Linked DNA regions of Triticum aestivum: region 1 is linked to region 2. A link is a contact called in public Hi-C data. All regions are on one chromosome and are shown on one strand. The core of a region is the stretch at or near the end of the contact, and the rest is flanking DNA. Distances in the headings are between cores, read along the strand shown. Region 1 holds the start of LOC123062001 (receptor like protein 29). Region 2 holds the start of LOC123062000 (serine/threonine protein kinase OSK1).

Evidence for each region. A called contact is a pair of places that touch in the nucleus more often than the background predicts.
Region 1: a contact with region 2 is called in a Hi-C map of leaf, with 3 times the contacts expected there. The contact joins the promoter of LOC123062001 here to the promoter of LOC123062000 in region 2. A contact is called at or near these places in 3 of 5 Hi-C or Micro-C datasets (all in leaf).

The regions. Positions count from the first base shown.
Region 1 is chr3A:522,918,375-522,922,758 of IWGSC CS RefSeq v2.1, forward strand. LOC123062001 (receptor like protein 29) reads right to left here and starts at 1,343. Exons shown (of 2, transcript XM_044485297.1): 1 at 882-1,343; 2 at 1-767. The coding sequence starts at 1,151. It overlaps LOC123062002 (protein VTE6, chloroplastic), which reads right to left. Exons shown (of 5, transcript XM_044485298.1): 5 at 3,361-3,581. The coding sequence ends at 3,489.
Region 2 is chr3A:522,397,822-522,401,953 of IWGSC CS RefSeq v2.1, forward strand. It overlaps LOC123062000 (serine/threonine protein kinase OSK1), which reads right to left and starts at 2,009. Exons shown (of 11, transcript XM_044485295.1): 1 at 1,784-2,009; 2 at 1,112-1,293; 3 at 496-680; 4 at 61-243. The coding sequence starts at 1,286.

The DNA of each region.
Region 1 (4,384 bases), core at 93-2,592, 520 kb after region 2:
TCCAGGCACAGCCCCGAGTTGCCGCTGAGGTCGAGGTTGCGGCCGAGCCGCCGCAGGAACGCGCCGTCGAACGGCACGGCCCCGCCCAGCCCGTTGTTGCTCAGGTTCAGGTGGTATATCCTGTGCAGCCTGCTCAGCCCCGCGGGAATCTCGCCCGTGAGGTTGTTGTCTTCGAGCGAAAGCGTCGTCAGGCTCGCCAGCTGTCCAAACGCCGCCGGTATCGGCCCCGAGTAGCCGGAGCCGGCTAGCCGGAGTTCTTGAAGACGGGCGAGGCTGCCGAGCTCGGACGGCAGCGGGACGCCCATCGGGTTGTTGTCCATGATCAGGTACTGGAGATTCCGGAGAGCGGAGAGGCCAGGAGGGAAGTACCCATTGAGGCCGTTGTTGCTTAGCGCCAGGAAGGTGAGGGAGGTGAGGTTGGCGACGGTGTCCGGAATGCCGCCGGTGAGGTTGTTGGAGCTCAGGTCCAGCTTCTGCAGCTGGCGCAGGTCGCCGATCCGGCCAGGGATGGGGCCGGACAGCGCGTTGTAGCTGAGGTCGAGGCCGACCAAGCCCTTGAGCTCGCTGATCCGGGTCGGCACCGGCCCGGAGAGGGAGTTGTAGCTGAGGTCGAGGTGCACGAGCGACCTGAGCTCGCCGATGCCCCGCGGGATCTCGCCACGGACGAGGCCGTTCTGGGAGATGGTGAGCACCTGGAGGGACCTGAGCCTGACGAGCTGCGGCGGCATGACGCCGGACAGCGAGGGGTTGGCCCGGATGCTGAGCTGCTGCAGGGTGGAGGACGAGAGGTTGGCGGAAGGGAGGACGAGGGCGGTGACGGCGGCCGGGTTGTTGAAGCAGTTGACGAAGAAGAGGGACTGGAGGCGGGGCAGGGTGAGCACCTGGGGCGGGAAGGCGGCCGCGTCCTTGCACGACGGGTTGGGCTCCACGCCGAAGTCCAGCCGCGTGACGTGCAGCGGCGCCGCGGTGCCCGGCGCCGGCTTGCACTCGAGCCCCGGCCAGGGCGCGCCGCAGGGGTCGGGGCTCTCGGAGCGCCAGTCCCGGTCGGAGGACACGGCGTCCATGACGAGGAACAGCGTCTCCCTCTCCGCCGCGTCCATGGCCGCGGCCGCCGAGAGCAGGCACAGGAAGACCGCGATGGAGGCCGGCATCGTGGCGTCCGTTTTGCTCCGAGGCTATGCGTTTGACGAGCGTGGTTTTCCCGGGGTTTAAGAGCAGCAGGGGTCGGCCGCGTGGGCGACGCAGATGGGGCCAGTGCGCGGTGCGGTGATTGACGTGACGTGACCGGCCATGGGCAGAGAGAGCATCGTGCAGAGAGGTTTGCGTTCGGGACGCCGGGAAGAACCTCGGCCTCGCACGATTTAGCGGTACGAGCAGCGCACAGGAGGCTGCTGTCCGCACAGTGGGAGGCACCAAAGCGCAGTGCACGCAGTGTGGCACGTCATGTTTTCCACAAGGAACCGCGCATATGGTCCTCGCTACCGAAGGACGGGGGCTAGCAGTACTACTACTGTTACACATAAGATAGGCTGACTGGTCAGGCACTAGTTAAGTCGCCGGGTAAAACTGGGTTATCAGGCCAAGTACAAGAGAGAGGGGCCTCAGCGCTGCGAGTTTTGGACGAGTAATACCTGCATGGCATGCCTGCGTGTTGGTGTTCATCCATCAGAAAGGCGTGGTGCTGCTGACACAGCTAGCAGAGAAGGGTACTTAATTTAAGTGTAAGTGACAGAAAGGAAACATGTTTTGTTCGGTCGGCAGAAGTTCATAAGCCATCTCCGCAAATAGCAAACATAGCATTAACAAAAATAATACTCCCTTCATCCAGAATTACTTGTCATCAAAATGGATGAATATGGATGTATCTAGACTAAAAAACATCTAGATACATCCATTTCAATGACAAGTATTTTCGGACGGAGGGAGTACTAGCAGCATCGAAACAAAAGGAACTCAGATAGTCAGATGTAAATATCAAAATCAAAATGCAGTACACCCTTTCTTTCTAAATGTAACACGTTTTGACGCTTCAGCTTAAACTCAGAGGTAGTAGCACTCAAACATTTCAGAAGGCATTAAAGAAGCTCATACTGAGAGTGGCATTTTAGTTAGCTCTCGGCCTCTATGGATGCCGATTTTTTGAAAAATTCAAAATTTCGGTTTCAAAAAAAATTCTGAATTTGCTTGTACAAGTAAACAATGATGTGAGGCGTACATGTGTAAAATTTCGGAATGAAATACGTTAAAATGCGACCTGTACGAAAAAGACAAATCCATGTCTAAAAGGATAAATAGCATCATGCGTTAAAAAGCCCCAGATTTGTCTTTTTCGCACAACCCTTGTTTCAACGTACTCCCTCCGTCCCAAAATTCTTGTCTTAGATTCGTCTAGATACGGATGTATCTAATACTAAAACGTGACTTGATACATCCGTATTTAGATAAATTTAAGACAAGAATTTTGGGACGGAGGGAGTATTTTGTTCTGAAAATTTACACACTTATGCACTATGCCTTCATCTATCTATGTATTTTTTCCAGTTCTATTCTGGATTGTAAAAATATGAATTTTCAAGAATTTTAAATTTTGCATTTGGAGTCCTCCATGAGCTCGGACTCCAAAAGCAATTTCTGCTCAATACTCGTGTTTCCAATCGATAGCAACAAACCTAATAAGCAGAAGCAAAAGTAAGAGTCCGATGAGACAGAAAGTCGCACGGTTGCAAGAAAGCACATGCTGGTCTGCTAGAAGTGCATTATCTAGCCCACACAGACCAAGGCGGAGCAAAAGTGAGCTCGTACGAGGCTATGGCCTGTACCATGCGCTCACTCGGGTGTGTGCCGTGACAACACGTCCTGGCCAACGTGACGTAAAGATGTCTGGCTCATCCAATAGTGGGAAGGCGTGCATCCGTGCTTGCCCGCCGTATGGCAGGTCGAGGTGATGGATCAAGTTAGGATTCCCTACAAAAGCAAGACGCCATGTGATGCTTGCAGGCTTGCAGCTGAAGGGACCTGCAACTTCATCATCTTGTGATCATGGATCATAAACCATGCAACTTGTCCAATCACGAGTTTTAACTGGTGTAGAATGATCATTGTTTGGAGTAGTAGCTAGTAGCACGCCAGCCAGCTCAGTATTTCTTGAACATATGATGCTCTGGCAGAGAGTGTTTTACTTCCACAAATCAATGTTACTAAAGGCCTGTTCGGTTCCTCTCCGATCCCTGGACTGCGCCCCCGGAGCGGAGGAAACTGCAGCTTATTTCCACGGAGCAGCTCAAACCGAGCTCCTGGAGCTCCGCGGAGTGGAGCGAACGGGAACAGGCCTTAAGCTAGAATTAGAAGTACAGGAAGATGTGTCACAAAGGAGAAGCACGTGCATCCACTCAATTGCGACTTGAGAGTTCCACAAGCAAATGCCAGCTGCTTATACCGCTAAGAAACTACGAGAGCGGATGCACTGGAGAAAAGTCAGGAAACAAAGATCATGAGCGCCAGCTCACTAGCAGCTGCTGCATTAGAGCAGCCAAAACGGCGCCGGCCGAGATATTGACCACGTTGACAACATCATTGTTCAGCTGCATAGAGAAATATACACTTTTTTTAGCTTTGTGGGGAACTTCTGGTGTCAACATATAACTATATAATGTGCAGATAATGTGACCCTGAAAAGTAAACCAAAAGAACAGCTTGAATAAGAGTATACATCAATGCGGATGACACTATCCTGGTTACTATTGTTCGGGAGACATGGGTCTACACTAATTCTGTTAACTGAATGTTCCATATCTAATTAGCCCGAGATTTTTACTTGACACACCTAAAAGAAGAGGGATCAAGAGTGCTGTACAGACATCAATGATTCTGGGGTTATTTTTTTTCTCCAAAACCACATGCCCTAGTGAAACAGAAACGTGGATATTAAATTGGTAGATTCTGCACCCGCAAGCCTCGACAATATGCATTTCTGGACTATGCATCAATTGGTACAGCCAATACCAAAAAATAGGCCTATTAATTTATTTATTACAATGGCATTTGCATTATGCCATAGGCTGAAATATCGTTCAGGCCTTCATGAACCTACATTACAGAGACACGCACCACTGAATGGGGATTATATGGTGGCAACTACACCATGACATACGCTGAAAAATACCAGCCATCATTTAGGCTACAAACGACCTAGGAATGCATGTTGAGTACAAAGAGAGGATGATTGTCCAAAAGAGATAAATATAACTGGCACATGCAAGATTCCCCTGTTTGAAAAATTTCACCATAGCATTGGGCAATTTGTGGTTGTTGTGACGGCTGTACTTATTTTTCATAGCTCTCAGTATTACAATGTTTGCTAAATCGAATTAAAGTTATGCTATTC
Region 2 (4,132 bases), core at 759-3,258:
AAGCTAGGAGTACAATGATGTCATGTCCTTTCTGTCTGAAAATAGTTCAAGGATAATTACCTCTGGAGCTGCATAATTTGGGCTACCACAACTTGTCTTAAGAAAGTGGCCGTCACGCATAACATTACTTAAGCCAAAATCCGCAATCTTAACATCACAATTATTGTCCAAAAGAAGGTTCTCCGGCTTTAGATCGCGGTGCACCACCATGTTCCTGTGGCAATATTGAACACCAGATATGATCTGTACAAAGACAGAAAACAAAGTAACCCGTCACGTTAAGGGTCTAAGTGGAATGATAAACATCATTACTGTGTCTGCACTCTGCAATTTCCGAGCAAACTATATTTTCACATGCCATTGCTGATACATCATCAAAATAAGTGGCAAACAAGAACAAAAAAAAAAGCTTAATCCAAACTTTAGAGTTTAGAAACTAGGACGCTGAGTAGAATCTTCAGAATAAAGGGTTCAAGACAATAAAGGAGAGATTACCTGTTGAAAGAAACGGCGGGCCTCTTCCTCCTGTAGCCTACCTTTCTCAACAATGTAATCAAACAATTCACCAGACTTAACATACTCCATAACCACATAAATATCAGCTGGTGCCTCTATCACTTCATAAAGGCGGATGATATGTGGGTGCATGAATAATCTTAATATCTTGATCTCTCTTTTCACTGCAAGAGAACAATGCAAAAAAAAAAACTTGAGTGCTTCATTTTAGACCAAACAACTATATAAGATACTCCCTCTGTCTCAAAATGTAAGACGAGAGCATTTGTTGTGCTTGGCACTTGAGCAGTGAATATTTTCTTAAACAGTTCCTATACAACATTTATAATCAAGAGCGGTGCTGCATTCACAATTTTCTACATCATGCAAAGATAGAAAAACAGGAGCACTCCATTTATGAGAATGGTAATTACTACAACGGCTGAATCACAGGGAGTATATGTTATTAATAGAAGAATAGTAGCATGCCAACTTTCCATTTATGAGCGACAATTACTACAACAGCAGCATACTACTATATACCCAATATGTACAGAATAGGAAACTCTATACTCACTGAAAGAGCTCAATAGATAGAGCAAGAAAAATTATCAACCTTTCTCTTCCATCTCCATGTTTTTGATTTTCCGGCGGTTAAGGATCTTGACGGCCACCTTGTGACCAGTTTTTATATGCTCGGCAATCTTGACCTTCCCGAACGAACCAATCCCCAGGGTCTTCCCAATACGGTAATTCTTCAAAGGGTTGCCATCTTTGCCGCCTGTCTCCATCTTCCACCTTAATCGTAATCACACCAAAGTACACTTCAGGAAACGAAGACCGGGAAATCACTACTAGTACGAAATTTCACATGGAAACGACGGGCGGGCATGAATAAAGCGCGCTGGCTGTTCCAATTAAGCAGGACAGATCCAGCTGGTCCGTGTGCTGAATTGCAACTCCAAGCCTACGACGGCCGGGGATAAAAGGCAGGCAGAAATGCTTAATTCTGAAAGAAGAAGGACCATTTGCCCCCAGAGCAGAGCTCCAGCTCTTCCTGCCCAATTCAACCTGAGACCCACAGCATCGCCGGAAAACCAGCAAGCCATGCTAAGCTCGGGAGCTCACGGATCTGCAGGCTAGGTGGCGAGCGAATCCCGCTCACTCCTGGAGCGATGAAACGAAAACTCACGGTCCGCCCAAAAACCCAAGCGCCTCGCGGAATTCTCGGGCGGGAAGGGGCGCGCGAGGGGGAGAGAGGGGGAGGCGGCGAGGCGGGATCCCCTACCTGGCCGCCGGCGAGGCTTCCCGGGGAGAGGCGTAGCGGCAGCGGCGGCGCGGAGATGCGGAGGGCGGACGGAGAGAGAGAGGAGGGGGGTGGAGAGACTGGAGAGCGATGCGTCGCTCACGGGACCGGGGGAAAGGGAGGGGGGAGGGGGAGGAGAGATTCGATTCCCGCAACACCGAGGGCCCCACGGCGACGGCGACTGCGGGTGGGACCGCGCGCGCCCGTGGCGCGCGCGGGTTCGTGCGGCTCGATGGTGCGGTGGGGGGCCAATCAGACAACGGGCAGAGGACGTGGGACGGGGAGGATTCCATCGCGATCTGTCGTTTTCCGCCGGGTGGATGCGACGGGAACGCGACGCGACGCGACGGGACGGTTCGTTCCCGGTGCGTTGGTGCTTGGTGAGCGCCACGGGTTCAACAGTGTCGGTACTCGCTTCAGCTGCGATTAACGTCCGGGGTTTTTTAGCAAGAGAATATCTGACACCGTAGAGACCAAATTAGAGCACCTACAGCTGCCGAATCCGACCCCTCAAATGCCCATGAACGCGTCCGGTCACGTCTCAAATGTTGCGTTGCACATCCACATACCGCAAATTCTGACCCTTAAATTCATACAATCCATGCACATCGATCATACGATACAAACTGTCCGAAGGTCAAAATTCGAAACAAAGCAAAGCAAAGCAAATCATAATAGTTCAGCAAACCGGACATGGCAAAATAAAATCAATGTCCGAGCGTGACGGATGGCCTCGGATCACTGGCTCGGCGCCTGCTTCGAGCGGAATGCGTCCTGCTCCGCCTGCATCCAGGCCGCCTCCTCCAACTGCATCCGAGCCACAGCTGCCCTCGCCGCCTCGCACTTCCTACGATCGTTGATCTCCATCTTCTTGTCCGCAAGCCACTTCTTCAAATGCTTACCATAGAGGGTCTCGTCCGCCAACATGATCCTCGCATCTTCCACGTCCCGTGCGAGTTGCAACCTCTCCTCCTCAAGCTTTATGTCGCCAAATGTCTTGGCCTTCTCAAGCTACCATTTGATCTCCGCTTGTTGCTTCTCCAACTCAATCTTCTCCCTCTCAATTTCGAGCATCTTCTTCGTCCTATTCCGGTCCCACTCCATCATTTCCTTTTGCGCATCCAACATGAGCTTGTACCACTCCTCCTTGCTCTCCCTCACCGAAAAATGCCCGTCCATGTTGACCGGCGAGGGTCCGGGCACGGAAATGGTTGGAGGGCGGCGGGAGGAGGAGGAAGGGTTTGGTGGATTTGGTGCAATTTAGAGTGGGGTCGGGCTGTCGGGTCCGACATGGCGGGCGTGCCCGGGCGCCCCCATATCCACCCCTTATTTGGCTGGATATGGAGGTGCCGGTCAGCCCGGGCGTTTGAGGGCCGTTTGAAAGGCCCGTCCGGATCAAAAAATCGTGACCGGGCGGCCTGGCCGGGCGTTTGAGACGGGTTTGAGGGGTCCGGTTGTAGATGCTCTTACTAGTACAACGAAAATTTGTGGTTGGATGGTCCGCGCATCTTCAACGGCAACCCGCAATTTTCCTCTCGCATCCTTCTGCGGACACTGATGCGAGAGACTGCCATCCAACCGTAGTATGTATATGTCCGCCAGCAAATTCAAGTTCAAATCTACATTGATCCACACAATGCGCCGGATCACACCCGCGTTGGATCGCATCCCAGATCAAAACCAAAAGGAGGCAAATATGTTTAGTTTTTACATGCCCGAATCCAAAGAACATCAGTCCGGCAGTCCGTGCATTTCTGCCCTGCCGGATCGGCCATCACAACAATTTGCTCCCCGATCAAGGAGGTACCGCCGCCGCGTAGGCAGCCTCCGCGTCCGCCACCAACTCATTTTTCTGCCGCTCCAACATTTCATAGTGGACGGATTGCACGATAATTCTAGCATTGGCATCCAAAGAGTCGATATTCCATGTCAACATCTTTGTGTCCTCCGCATTAGCGGCAATCTTCACCCTCTTCTCCTCGAGTGCGGCCTTCCTCTCTTGGATCATGGTCCTCCTCTCTTTGAGCTTGATCTTCTTCTTCGTCGCCAACCTCCTCGTCCGCCACGCTCACCACGCCCATCGCCACCACCAAGCCCACCGGCGGCCAGACGCTCTTCAGCTTCTCCTTTGCGGCCTTCTCTTTGATGTGGCGATTTTGCCGCTGAAAGTGCAACTAATCCCTGGGTGGTTTTGATGATTCATAACAACATATATCTCATTGAACTAATATCCATTTAAGATAAATATTTCAGGATGTTCAATGATTGGCATGGAATGGACTAGAGATGTGGATCCCTCAAAATGCTAAGGACAAAGATTGGCAAAAGCTC